2 separate regions of the Mus musculus genome follow, and region 1 is linked to region 2. Evidence: chromatin contacts called from public promoter capture Hi-C data. All regions are on one chromosome and are shown on one strand. The core of a region is the stretch at or near the end of the contact, and the rest is flanking DNA. Distances in the headings are between cores, read along the strand shown.

The links. Capture Hi-C pulls out chosen DNA fragments and counts their contacts.
Region 1: a promoter capture Hi-C map of pancreatic islet shows a contact between it and region 2. The contact joins two enhancer-like sites. A contact is called at or near these places in 1 of 484 Hi-C or Micro-C datasets (embryonic stem cells) and 1 of 9 other capture datasets (pancreatic islet).

Annotation. Positions count from the first base shown.
Region 1 is chr14:76,428,942-76,436,030 of GRCm38.p6, forward strand. The region is part of intron 1 of Tsc22d1 (TSC22 domain family, member 1); the gene reads left to right. Among named protein-coding and RNA genes, the nearest start is that of Tsc22d1, 17 kb to the left of the region's middle. Within about 2 kb of position 4,075, at least 10 of the 459 cell types and tissues checked have an H3K27ac peak or open chromatin away from gene starts, as enhancers often do. A contact at or near this core is called in pancreatic islet, where this site is marked.
Region 2 is chr14:76,022,381-76,029,907 of GRCm38.p6, forward strand. No RefSeq gene overlaps it. Among named protein-coding and RNA genes, the nearest start is that of Gm36477, 7.3 kb to the right of the region's middle. Within about 2 kb of position 3,706, at least 6 of the 459 cell types and tissues checked have an H3K27ac peak or open chromatin away from gene starts, as enhancers often do. A contact at or near this core is called in pancreatic islet, where this site is marked.

The DNA.
Region 1 (7,089 bases), core at 2,825-5,324, 410 kb after region 2:
GATCCCCCACATTTAGTTCATCCTAGAGACTGCTTCATGCCCAAAGATTTCACTTTGTGGTCCCTCTCCTTCTCAAGTTGAGCCATCCTGCTGTGGTGGCATGTGGTCAGGAGACTTCTGCTTTCTCAAAGAGTGTTGGGCGGCACTGGGGCAAAGGGCATTTTCTGTTACCACAGTAGAATTACTGACTAATAAAGATATTTTGATATAATAGAGGGCCCCTTAGTTTTTGATTTGCTGGGTTGAAAGGGGTGGCTATTTCAGGTATTGTCGTTATAAGCAAGTTTTGTGTTTAACTTGAGGCTCATTTCCTTGCTTGCTCTCTCTAGATAACCTGGTTGTATTGGTGACAGTTGTACACAGTTTCTTTTTGTTGAACACAGTCCGCTTTTGAAATGTACTTTATAAAGATGATGTTGGATGACTTTGCCTAGCAAATACAGTTTTAAAAATACGCTGCTAAGTGAACACTTTGCCCTGAGTGTTTATGTCGTTGGGCGTTTCTTAAGTATCCTTTGGGGGCAGAGATAATGAAGCTGGTGAGTGGACACAGCAGCTGTGGTGTGAGCTGACGTGCCCAGCCTGGTGTGAGGAGCCCAGCGATCTGCAACTCTCCCGGGCACCATCAGTGGGTGTTCCTCTCACAGCCTACCTGCATCTCTTAGAATCCATCACGGGCCATGTCTTTATGCTGTATTTAGTGGCGTGATGGTCAGGAGCTTCCATCAGATCTGCCCCTCTCTCCCCTTTCTCTCCTGCACTCGCCCCAGCTGCTCTTTACTGTTCTTGTCCTTCATGGAGACCCACCACACACTCCTCAGTTACTGTCTGAAGTTGAGTGTTCACATTGTTTACCTGCTAAAATCGCTAACATTTGGTTCCTAGCGAGTACTTCTTACAGTTCACGAGAGAACAGTGGATCTAGATCCAGGCCTCTCCTATCCTCGTGCCCTGTTGGATTAAGACTACTCCACATCCCAGACCTTTTAGCTTCTGAACTTTTGGCAGCTTGATGATAAATTCATAAGGGCCCATGGACACCTGAGAGGAAGACAGTGGACAGTGGTGGCTCCCATTGCTGTAGCTAACAGTTCCAAGTGTACTGCCTGGGCGTTAACTTGGAATTGTGGGAGTCTAGTCACAATTCAGAAGAGTAACTGGAGACACTCTTCTCTTCTTGTCTTCTCTTCTCTTTTCTTTTTCTTTTCTTTCTTTCTTTCTTTTTTTTTTTTTTTTTTTAGACAGGCTCTCACTGTGTAACCCTCACTTGTCTTGGAACTTACTATGTAGCCCAGGCTGTCCTAAATATCACAGAGCTCTATCTGCCTCTTGCCTCCCATGTCCAGGGAGACAGTTTTATGCCACGGAAGATGAGTAGATGGGACTGTCTGTTCTCAGTGCTAAGCTTACTGAGGGTGTCTGCCTTATGCTCAGCATAGCTTAACAGTTAAATAGGCTAAAAGCAGAAACCTTACTCTAACTAATTGAGTTGTAATAGCGTATTTATGACTCAGGTCTTTAATTTTTAGTTGTTGCAGCTTATGTTTGTTAATGAACTACAAAAGTGCTAATTTATATGAGTGATTAATAATGCAGTTTAAAAATGGAATTCATCATTTTCCTCCTTTCTGTTGGAATGCAAATTTCATTTGTTGTTGGAAAGGTTGCATTAGGAGTTGTTGTACTTAAGAGTTGTTGCAGAAGTTAGTCACGTTTTCTTTTGTTTTCGTGAATGAGCATTGGAGCTGTTGAAAGTGACAGCTGGGGTTTTTGGGGTGCAGTGAAGCCCAGAAATGAGGTGCTGGCTTAGGTCATCACTGGGTACTGATTGGACCCTGTCTGCTCCCTAATTCTCACTGTCACTAGTGGGAGGGAGTAGCTGCTGTGAAAGCTCGTCAGTTTACCTCTACGCGTGACCTTCCCAGACCTTCTGTCTCCGCGGGCCAGGCCACGAGTTAAGTGTGTGGAAGGTAAGGCTCCTTTTGGAATTTTTCTTAGTTTCAGTTATTTTTCAAGTTGTACTCAGAGTCTAAGCCCATGAGGCTTTACAGTGGCTTATTATAAATAGATCTAATATGTAAAACCAAAAGCTTTTAAGAATAGAGTCTACTCTCACAGAGCCAAGCTGTACTATATTTGAGCTTTTGAATATGAAACTTAAATCCCATTAGCACTGAGTCTACATACCATGAGTAGTGAATAACTGAGGTCTGAGTTAGAGGTTAAACACATCACTAGGAGATGAACAAACACCAGGGTGGGTGGTAAACCAGTAGAGAGGGTGGGAAGGAAAGATGCAGTTGTGACAGTTTTTGTGGAGTAACTTGGTACAGCCCACTCTCCAGGGATGCCCTCCCCTCGTTGCCTACACCTGGAGGTCTACCCATGGGGAGTGAAAATGACAGCAGCTAGCTTAAGGAGTTGTCTGTCAGTCTAGAAAGCTCTCTACAGGACTCTCCATAGAAATGTATTGTCTCAGAAATACCAAGTGCTTGCTTCATACATACCTAGTGTTTAGCAGAAGTGCTAATGATACAAGGAAGGGAAAGCCCATAAGATCTCCACAAGTCCTAAGCATCTTAGATCTTGGTGTCTTCCAAGTTAAGTATTTGCTCAATTGTTGTCCCATATATAGCACACATGACAGCTTTTGCATTCAAGTAATTGATCAACAAAGCTGTTCGTGCTGTCAGCATTCAATGATTTTATTGGAACATCAGTTTTAGCATCAGACCTGGTCGCTAGCCTTGTTTTTTCTACCTCTTTTTTTTTTTTTTTTTTTTAAAGATTTGTTTATTATATCTAAGTACACTGTAGCTGTCTTCAGATGCACCAGAAGAGGGCGTCAGATCTCATCATGGGTGGTTGTGAGCCATCATGTGGTTGCTGGGATTTGAACTCAGGACCTTCGGAAGAGCAGTCGGTGCTCTTAACCACTGAGCCATCTCTCCAGCCCGTTTTTCTACTTCTTAATTGACTTTTATAAACGAGTTAAACTTTGTTAGTCCAGTTTTCTTAGCTGTTCTGTGGGGGCTAGAATATAACCCTGGTACTGTTTGGGAAAATCAGAGGAGACTCTGTACATGGCTGGTGTCCCTAGTGTGCCGAGTAAGAAGGTTCCTTTATAGCATTGTAAATTAAAAGAAAGCTTGCCTACCAGGCTAAGACTTGTACATACTCCAGCCTTCTCAGCAAGTCATTCTGGGTCTTTGTGATGTTTGGTGTAGTTTGTATCGCCAGGGAGTGTACGGAAGAACTTGGCTTCAGAGTGGCTTCTTTCTCACTTCTACCAAGCATGATACAGATTGTCATTTTGTTAAAAACAAAACCAAAAAATGTATTCCATTCAGTGGGGACATCAGGGGCTGGTTGTTTTTCTGAATGCCATTCTGTGAGGACTGTCCTTTATCTGAGTATTTGATGAGTGCTTGGGCTAGCTAAGTTCACAGATGCAAAAGTTGTTACAAAACGTGCCTTCCTTTTTTTTTTTTTGTTTTGTTTCTAATGGAAGTGAAGGGGACTTAGGGATATTATACAGTGTCATGTGGCAATTTAACACTCCAAAGTAGAATCAGTTTCCAGATGACGGGATCTGAAACTCTGTAAAGATTGTTTTGGATGGCACAGTGCCCTGAAGACCATCTGTTCCGTTCTCAGCCCCATATGGGATGGCAACCATCTCAGTGAATGAGGCTGATCAATAAGGCGATGGATGACTCGGAATCGGGATTCTTCAATTCGGAGATCCATTGAGCTGGATTTGGAAGTTCTCTATAAACTTTCAAAATGAGGTTTGTTTTTGTTTTTGTTTTTGTTTTTTAAATAATACTAGTTTGTCACATGGGAAAAGGAAAGTTCTAGAGCCCAGTGGCTTTGCCAGATGGTTTTTGTGTGTTCTTGAGCCCGTTTCTCTTACATTTATTATCCTGCCATAACAATTGGAGATGTTTCCTATCTTATTTTTTCTAAGTATGCATTCATATTAGAAATGAAAGTTTGAATATCGCCACATGAGAGCACCACAGAGGTGTTTGCCAGATGCTCGGAACAGTGCTGCGTTGACACACACGCCCTCGCTCATCCAGCTGCCCCTGCCTTCGTAAACAGCTCAGTTATTAGGGATGGAGTCTGTATGTGGTAGGCACTCTATTCTTCAGGAAACCCAAATTAGGTTGCCAGAATCTAGCTAATACAAATGTTGCAATTTTGTTGTTTGATTTTTTTTTTTTTTTTTTTTTGAGACAGGTTCTTGCTCTGTAACCCGGCCATAGTACTTATATAGCTCAGACTATATATAAATAGTACTTGTTGTGTAGCCCAGGCTATCCTCCTGCAATGATCCTCCTGAGGCCGCCTCTGAGGGCAGGGATTATAGATTGAGCCACCATTCGAGGTTTAAAAAATCTCAAATTTCAAGGTAAAATTTGAAATTCTTTGTAGCCCAAGACATTTTTTTTTTGTTTGTTTTTAAGGTGAAAAATTTGCCATAGAAGATGTTTGTGAAGATAATGCTACTTAATATGGAGAGAGCTCTTGACTCTTCTGAGCTGCCATAAAACTGTGAAGTCAACTTAGGCTTTAAAGTATTTGCTGAACTCTAAATTTGAGGACAGAATGATTTTTTTTTTTTTTTAGTTTTTAGAAATACCACAATCTGGCATTACTTCTGAGTAGTAAGTAGTCAGTGACTTCCAAAATGTGTGAAGGATACTAGAGGAGTTTCATTTCATTAAAAAATTATTTTAATTGTGTGTATGTATATGTATATACACACATGTATTTGGGTGCAAGTACCTGAAGAGGCCAGAAGAGACTTCAAGCTCCCTGGAGCTGGAGTTCCAGGGGGTTACAGACCTCTGGCATAGGGCGCTGGGAGCTGGATTCGGATCCTCTCTAAGAAAGTTGCACGGCGCCATCCCTCCAGCCCCTCCCACCCCCGCTTCCTTCCTTCCTTCCTTCCTTTTTAATTTTATTTATGTTTGCAGTTGTTTTGCCTGCACAGTGTTTGTGCCTAGTTCTGTGGGATGCTGGAAGACAGTATTGGATCTTCCGAACTAGAGTTAGGCAGTTGTGAATCACCATGCGGTGTTGGGAACTAAGCCCCAGTCCTCGGGAAGAGCAGACAGTGCTCCTAACTGCTGAGCCATCGTCCTAGCACCTTGCTTTATTTCTCTGTGGAGATTTGGGTCGCTGGCTTGATAAATACAAAGAAAGTGGCACTGTCAAATGCACTGTGAACATAAGCAGTCTGTCTGTCTTTGGTTTTGCTTTTGTTTTTCAGACAGGATTTTCATATAGCCAAGGCTTTCTTCTGTTCGCCCTGTTTTTGTTTTCTCCTGATGGGACGGGATAGGAGTTTAGTAGCTGAGGAGTGCTGCTGCGGTCTGTCTGCCCCGTGCCTAGAACGGGAATTGCCTGCTCTACTTGCCCCATTACTGGAGTTGTCTCAGTGAAGGTGATGACCTGGGACAGCATCATGTATTCTGTTTCTTGTACTTCCTGTCTTGATTTAGCGTCTGACATCCTTGCCGCATCAGGGCCTTTTCAGTTGTATTCTTCATCTTCTTGTTGTTGTTGCTGGGTTTTGCCATAAATGGATAAAGATACTAAAGGAATTGATGTAATCAATGAAACATGAATATTACCTGTTGTCTTTTCTTATTCTGTGTATTCATACAGTGTACAACTTGGGGTCCTAGGATTAAAAGGAAAAAAAAAACAATGGAAGGGGTATTTTGTCTGAAAGTAACATATATTTCAGAGTCTCTTTGATGTTCTAAGAGCAAGGCCAGCAAAAGGAGCTTTGGGAGAGGGAAAAGGTAGGATAGCTCTAAAAATCGCAGCTGAGTAACTTGAGACTTACGATCACTCCGTGATGTGGGCAGGTCAAACAGACAGTTCTTTTTTTATTCTGTGAGAGTCAGGTTCAGGGATGATTGTGTCTTTCCTTTCCTCTGAGGCTGCCTTCGCTGTTGTCACAGCTAGCTGGCAGAACTTACCAGGTCTGTTTTCTGATTGCCCTTTGCCCTTCAGTCTGAGTAAGCTGACCACTTTAAATACATCATGTGTTAAGGATCGTCTCAGTTTCCATCTCTTACTTGATCCTGTACCTTAGTTCTTGTGAAGACACATTTGGTTAGTTACCTTTTAACAAAACTTGACATTTAAATCTAGTGATGGGACTTCAGTATCAATAACATTTTGAACATTACTTTTTCAAAAGGATGAAAAAAACCATAATGGAATTTTGTTAGATGGTGAGGGGGTTTTGTTGTCTGTTGGGTGGTTTGTTTGAGATGGGGTCTGACTCTGCAGACACACTGGCGTGGCAGGTAGTCTGGTTTGGTCTCATCTCCTGTCTGAACTCTGATACTGTGGATAAAGTTGTTTCCTTAAGAATTCAAGTTGAACTGTGTAGTGTCTACCTGTATGAAAGCCAGGAAACGCAGTCCTCTCTCACGGTTTTCTTGACTAGTGCACTTCATTTGGAAAACATTTACTGAATTATTTATTCAGCGTGCCACACACACTCCTAGGGCCTGGAGAGCAAAGATTCTGCATTTATTTAGGAAAATCAGTTTTCTTCTGATGACCAGCTGGGGCAGTTATGGACAGAGGAGTCTATGGGAAGTTCATTTTTTAAATGGGAGTTCTTTTAAACCAGGAAGTATCGGTGCTAGAAGGTAGATAAGAAAAAGATGCTATGGCAGGTGACCAAGTCTGCTGTCTGCTTTATAGTCTGCACACAGGTAAGCAAGCAGCAGGTTTAACTGGATCAGTGGCTGCAGAGACTTTAAGGGAGAATCCCATGTGTGGGCTAACTCAGACTGTTGTGTGGCACTAGCGCTAGAGAGGCAGAGAGGGAGACCAAGGCTGCCCTCAAAAGCAGCAACGAAAATGTGATTCAAGTGCGTTGTCTAAAAATAAGTAGGTTTAGCTTTCTCTTTTTCTTTGATGATGCATAAAACCAGTAAGCCGTATATCCTCATTTGATAATATAGTACTGAGGGCAAATTTTACAAATAGCTTCATTTGATAGACCTTTCCAAGGAATGCGTCTTTCTCAGTAGGATGTGTAAATGTATACAA
Region 2 (7,527 bases), core at 2,456-4,955:
GTTTGCTTGCGTTTCAAGCCCTGTGTTTGTCAGCTCGGAGGATAAAACGTTTGTCACTGTGACTGGCTTATTCCAAGAGGAGAAACAGTACTAATTTGTAACACATCAATCCCTAGATGAAAATCAAGGAGTCGGAGGGCTCTGTTGATGAGGTCTTCTTTGTCTGCAGCAGCTTCAACTGAAAGAGAAGGGTCAGTGTACCCACCCACCCACCTACCCACCCTCCCAAGAAGCCAACCACAGACACAGGCCTGACACATTCTTACTAGGGATGTACTTGTTTAAGCAACCCAGTGGTGCACACCTTTAATCCCAGCACTCAGGAGGCAGAGGCAGGTGGATCTCTGAGTTCGAAACCAGCTTGGACTACAGAGAAAGTTCCAGGACAGCCTACACAGAGAAATTCTCTCTCAAAGAAAGAAAAAGAAGAAAGAAAGAAAGAAAGAAAGAAAGAGAGAGAGGGAGGGAGGGAGGGAGGGAGGGAGGGAGGGAGGGAGGGAGGGAGGGAGGAAGGAAGGAAGGAAGAAGGAGAAGAAGAAGAAGAAAGAAAGAAAGAAAGAAAGAAAGAAAGAAAGAAAGAAAGAAAGAAAGAAAGAAAGAAAGGAAGGAAGGAAGAAAGGAAGAAAGGAGGGAGGAAGGGAGGGAAGGAAGGGGGGAGGAAGGAAGGAAGGAACCAACTGGATGGAAAGGAGCCCACTTGCTACCTCTCGGTAGCCAGCTCTTCAAGTAAACAACCTGAGAAGTAGCTCCTTGTATCTCAAGTTAAGTGTTTAGACGATTTCATCCATCAGGCTCAGAACAGAAACTAGCAGCAATCAGCAACTGTCAACAAAATTCACTAGAAAAAAAATATGACAGAGGGAGCCTTTATTTAAAAACAACTACAAAACGGGCAGTGTGGAAGCCAGAAAGACACAGACATAGCCTTCAGTATGAAAGGAAAATGTACCATTTGCAAAAGCCAAGAGAAATGGTCGCAAGGATGAGGCAAGGCTTTGTGAGATTTGGTTTGGTTTTATGAGACAGGGTTTTCCTCTCTAACCCAGACTGACCTAGAACTGGCCATGTAGCCCAGGCTGGCCTTGAACTCATGGCAGTCCTCTCACCTCAGCCCTCCAAGCACAGGAAGTACAAGCATGGACTGTCCCACCCTTAGGACATGGCCTTTTAAACTTAATTTTTTTTGTTTTAATCTATTTTTATGTTAGCTAGGTATAATGTGTGCTGTGTTTGTGTACTCAGGAGCACGTGGAGGCCAGAGGAGGGTGCCAGCTCCTCTGGAGCTAAAGTTACAGGCCATTATGAACAACCCACAAGGGCAATGGGAAGCAAACTGAGGTCCCAGAGAAAGACAGTAAGGGTTCTTCACTGCCGAGCCATCTCTTCAGCTCTCTTGACACCTTTAGGCTCAAGACACTTTCTTGTAAGCTCAGATGTATAGATATATGAAACAAAGCAAACATTCCCAGATAATAAATTGTACAGAAGTTAATATCCAGATGATTGTTTGATATACAAATGATCTTACCATGCATCAAAGAAAACCAGCCTATTTGTATCTACATGAATTACATCCTAGTGGAATATTATAAAATGTAGGGTATCGTTAAAATTTTTTGGAATTGATCAATATTTAATCTTTATCACCATCAATGCACGGGACTCACAGCTTCACATACGTATATAGTGTGAAGTGACAGGTGTATGTTCAGGGCCATCGCCAAAGCTTATGGAAACATCCCAACCCCAAGGCAAAGTTCACTCAATGGTTTTTTAAAAATGAATCTCAAAGTCAGCAATTCAAGAAGCAGCTTTTCTACCCAGACGTCTAACAGAATACAATCCAGGGAAACACCGCTTTGATATTTACAGCCTGAGGTAGGAAGATGATGGTAGGGAGACGATTAAGATTTTAGCTTTTTGTACTTTCACCGTTACATTTCTCTAAGTACAGAAACTTGAATGGGCAGTAAAAGCAACAGTCTTGAACCTAAGCCAAAGTGGGTCGGCAGCGTTTGTTAGCAAAGTGTGTGTAGTGTGCGTACACCGTGGGCTCGGAACCAAGGTACAGTGAATCTCGAGCTTCGCAACACGGCTGTGCTATCCGAGAACGCCTTGGATTCATTATGTGTTTGATTTTTTTTTTTTTTTTTTTTTTTTTTTTTTTTTTTTTTGGTGGTTGGTTGTAAGTTCAGAAACTTTGTTTTGTTTTTTCGAGACAGGGTTTCTCTGTGGACCCTTGTCTGTCCTGAAACTTGCTCTGTGGTCCAGGTTGGCTTTGAATTCACAGGGATCAACCTGCATCTGCCTCCCAAGTGCTGGAATTAAAGGCATGTGCCACTACCGCTCAGTGGAAACTTTTTGTTATTGTCAATTTTTCTGTGACCTGAACACTGAGTTATGTGATCCCATATGGGATCATGCCCACAGTTTCAAAAGCTGGGACAGAGGCTGTTCCTACCATCTGTCTACTGCACGAATGGGAGAGGCAACCATGCCTGACTCCTGATTGGTTGACATTTACACATGACTATAGATAATGGTTCAGATTGGTCAGCTCCAAGCAGCAAATTGAGGCTCACAGGGATGCATTTATTTTAAAAGTTGGTACAGGCAAGTTGATGCCTACGTAAGAACCACAAAGTTTAGTGTGTGCACGGTCAGCATAGTGGCTGTCAAGCTCCACCCATTTTGAATCCTGGACCCAGTTATCCACTTGGGATCCTGCTTGCATTTTAAAAGTTCACACCATGATTATTGGTGGCTGCATCTCCCTGTGCTTCTCATTCTTTTGTCTTCCACATAATTACATTTATTCTTCTTTTTCAAAACCGGATTAAGACTATCTTATAACTTGGCATTTCCACTTAATGTATCAGAAACAGTTTCTCATATCAGAATATCTAGAGTGTTACTTCTGAGTGTTTTATTAGCAAATGTCATGTAATAATGACCATAATGATGGACATTTTCATCTATGTACGTTGTGCAGTTTGATCATATTTGCCCTTCTTTACCCTCTTTGTTGGAGGCACAAAGGTCCTTGTGTCCACAGAGCACTGGGGAACTAGGAATGTTAAATACACAAGGGCCTCTCCTCAGACAGGAATTATCTGTTTTCCACCCAGAAGTCTGGGAGTGGATATTTTGCTATCTGTAGCGGCAGACCTCAACCCAATTCTGCAGAATGTTTATCCTAGACCATCTATCCTGGACATATCTTTCTTCTAGGCCATTTTTTTTTTTTGGTAAAGATGTATTTTATTTATATGAGTACACTGTAGCTGTCTTCAGACACACCAGAAGAGGGTATCAGATCACATTACAGATGGTTGTGAGCCACCATGTGGTGGCTGGGAATTGAACTCAGGACCTCAGGAAGAGCCCCAATGCTCTTAACTGCTGAGCCATCTCTCCAGCTCCTAGACCATTATTTTTAGCTCTCAGTTAATGGAAATCATCTTTAGGGGATGGGTGGGGAGGAGGTACATGTACTGTATGCGTTGCTGTATTCTATACTACCAGTCAGAGACCACACTAGATTCTGGGCTTTTTAGTTATAGAACCCACCCTGTGGTCATACATATGTACTTTGTAAAGGAGTTTCTAAGTAGTCACATCTTCAGCTTTAATGCACAGCTAGAATTGGAATAATCGTTGCCAGGAAACCTGGAAGGGGAAAGGTTGTTGCCTGGAAACTGCTTCCTTAATTGTACTGTTTTAAATCCGCTGACAAGGAACAATCCCGGAGTCTGGTCCAGGCCAAAGGCATCAGTCTGAACTGAGTTTTTATCCTTTGCCTTTCCACAGTTCGCTTCCCTGCCTCTGCGGGGTCCCCTTCACCTCTCTTGCTCCCCTGTAACTCCAGATCCCTTCGTTTCCCCCAACTTCACCTTCCACTTCACGCCTGCGTGTGAGTGTGCAACCCAGCGAGTGTCATTAGGGTTGTCACAGAAGCACAGGCACCACTGAAGAAAAATCTCTCACTCTTCCATCAACCACTGATGGTAAACAAATCTTGAGAGAAGAGCAGGGAGGAGCCCCTTTCACATCTGTAACACGGTTTCGACAAGTCCAGTCTTGTAGAGACCTCGTGGAGGTCGTCGTACCTACCTGAATTCAAGAATACAGCATTTATCCTGCCTGGAAGTCAGCACCTTTGGCTCTCACATTCCTTGTCACATTGTAGACAAGACTGGATTCAACTCAGAAAGCAGCCTGCTTCTGCCTCCCAGGTGCTGGGACCAATGGTATGCACCACCGTAGCCCATCTTTCCTCTTTCTAACAAAGTGTTCCCTGAACCTCGGAAGTGGTGACACAGATGTCCTACTAGGCACCAGTGGTCCTTTACTCTCTCTGTTTGACCAATTATGAGTCTCTACAATCACTGCTGACTGCAAAAGTCTCTTTAAAAGTTTTCTTTTGATGGCCCATACCATGGGAGATCTGGCCCTGGTGGTGTGGGTTCGTGAAAGCTGGCGGGCTGACCAACGCAGCTACCACCCAGGCCTCAATCCAGGGCTTTGAGTCAGCCCACCCCAACATCTACCCCATCTCAAACTGCTGGAGCTCAGGAAGAGGCTGGGCAACAGGATAGCAAGAGGAGTCCGGGTGAGGAACCAGTATGGATAATGAAGCAGATGCCAGAGGCCTTAAACCAAACCAATGACTCTTTGTAGTGAGCATTTGCCAGTAAAGTTGTTAGGGCAAAAGCTTTATACTTTTTTTTCTTTCTTTCTTTTTTGGTGTGGGGCAGGATACAAGGGTGGAGGCAGATATAAAACTGGGAAATGAGGGGGACTAGGGTGCATGAAGTAAAATTCTTAAAGAATCAACAAAAAATATGAAAAAGGTTTATTTAAAATGTAATACCACAATTCCCACCCCACCCCCATATTCTGGGCCCCTATAAAACAAAACAGCTGCATCTAAGAAAATAAATGATGTTCTCAAACCAGGAATATCTGGCTGGAGGGACCTGAGCCAGCCAAAGTTTGGACTGAGCATGAAAAAAAGTGACACGTTGATAAATGGGAACAGATTAAGTCTCTTTTTAACAATGCCTCTTAGCGAAATAAGTCAGCTCGTTTACTATAAAGTCCTTAATCATTATAATGTAATAATCCCTATATAATAAAATAAAATAGCTACTACCATAGGAACATTCAGTCATAGATGATATTAAATAATGTGTGTGTGCCCATGAGCACGCATGGTGACGTGCACATGTGTGGATGCCAGAGAAGGGCACCAGGAAGTCTCTCCCACACTCCACCTATTCCTTTCTGGCAGGATCTCTCCTTGAACCTACCTTCCCCATTCCCCCTACCTCCCCCCCTCTCCCAGCTAAGCTAGAAGCCAATAATTCCCAGTGATCCGCCTGTCTCCAGCGTCCCCAGTGCTGAGATTACAGGGTGTGCAGATATGCCCAGCTTGTTACATGGTGTCAGGATCTGAACTTGGGTTCTCTGCAAGAGCAGTACATTCTCTTAACCACTTAGCTGCCCTCCAGGTGTCCTCTTCTTTTTAAATAAAGACTCCACTTATGAGGGAAACCATAAAATATTAGTTTATCTGATGACCTCCAGTTTTACCTGTTTTCGTGAAGAAGAAATAATTGTATTGGTCTTTATATCTCTTTAAGCCACGTTTTCTATCTTTATAGACACTGTCAGGCACCTAGGCTATGTTGTGAAAGCGGCCGTGATAAACACAAGGGGCAAGCATCTCTGTTATGTGCTAACGTAGATTCTCTGAGGTGCATACCCAGGCTCATATACTTGACAGTTTTTCTGAAGAGGCTTCATGCAGATTTCCACAGAGGCTGGAATAATTTACATTCCCACTCACGGTGTTTAAGGGCTCCTTCTGCAGGGACCACACTTTCAGTTCCAAGGTTCTAAACCAGCCCTTTCAAAATCTTCATAGGTTTTCATATTAAAACATACATACCTGAGCTGGAGAGCTGACTCAGTGCATGCTAGACTCTAGGAAGACCAGAGTTCAGGTCCTCACAACCTTTATCTGATGCCCTCTACTGACCACGGTGGGCAATGAGCTCACCTGCACTTAGCTGCACACAGAAACAGACACAGACACACTATTAAAAACAGAATTCAAATAACCCCATTAAAATATGGAACTCAGAGCTAAACAAAGAATTCTCAACTGAGGAATACTGAACGGCTGAGAAGCACCTGAAAAAATGCTCAGCATCCTTAATCATCAGAGAAATGCAAATCAAAACAACCCTGAGACTCCATCTCACACCAGTCAGAATGTCTAAGATCAAAAATTCAGTTGACAGCAGATGCTGGCGAGGATGTGGAGAAAGAGGAACACTCCTCCATTGTTGGTGGGATTGCAGGCTTGTACAACCACTCTGGAAATCAGTCTGGCGGTTCCTCAGAAAATTGGACATAGTACTACCGGAGGATCCAGCAGTACCCCTCCTGGGCATATATCCATAAGATGTTCCAACTGGTAAGAAGGACACATGCTCTACTGTGTTCATAGCAGCCTTATTTATAATAGCCAGAAGCTGGAAAGAACCCAGATGTCCCTCAACAGAGGAATGGATACAGAAAATGTGGTACATTTACACAATGGAGTACTACTCAGCTATTAAAAAGAATGAATTTATGAAATTCCTAGGCAAATGGATGGACCTGGAGGGCATCATCTTGAGTGAGGTAACCCAATCACAAAAGAACTCACATGATATGTACTCACTGATAAGTGGATATTAGCCCAGAAACTTAGAATACCCAAGATATAAGATACAATCTGCAAAACACATGGAACTCAAGAAGAACGAAGACCAAAATGTGGACACTTTTCCCCTTCTTAGAATTGGGAACAAAACACCCATGGAAGGAGTTACAGAGACAAAGTTTGGAGCTGATACGAAAGGATGGACCATCTAGAAACTGCCATACCCGGGGATCCATCCCATAATCAGCCTCCAAACGCTGACACTATTGTATACACTAGCAAGATTTTGCTGAAAGGACCCAGATATAGCTCTCTCTTGTGAGGCTGTGCCGGGGCCTAGCAAACACAGAAGTGGATGCTCACAGTCAGCTATTGGATGGATCATAGGGCCCCCAATGGAGGAGCTAGAGAAAGTACCCAAGGAGCTAAAGGGGTCTGCAACTCTATAGGTGGAACAACAATATAAACTAACCAGTATCCCCCGGAGCTCGTGTCTCTAGCTGCATATGTATCAGAAGATGGCCTAGTTGGCCATCAGTGGAAAGAGAGGCCCATTGGTCTTGCAAACTTTATATGCCTGAGTACAGGGGAACACCAGGGCCAAGAAGTGGGAGTGGGTGGGTAGGGGAGTGGGGGGGAGGATATGGGGGGACTTTTGGGATAGCATTGGAAATGTAAATGAAGAAAATACCTAATTAAAAATTATTTTAAAAAACCCAATAAATCGGGGGGCGGTGGTGGTGCACATCCTTAATGCCAGTGTGTGGGAGGCAGAGGCAGGCAATTTCTGAATTTTGAGCCCAGCCTGGTCT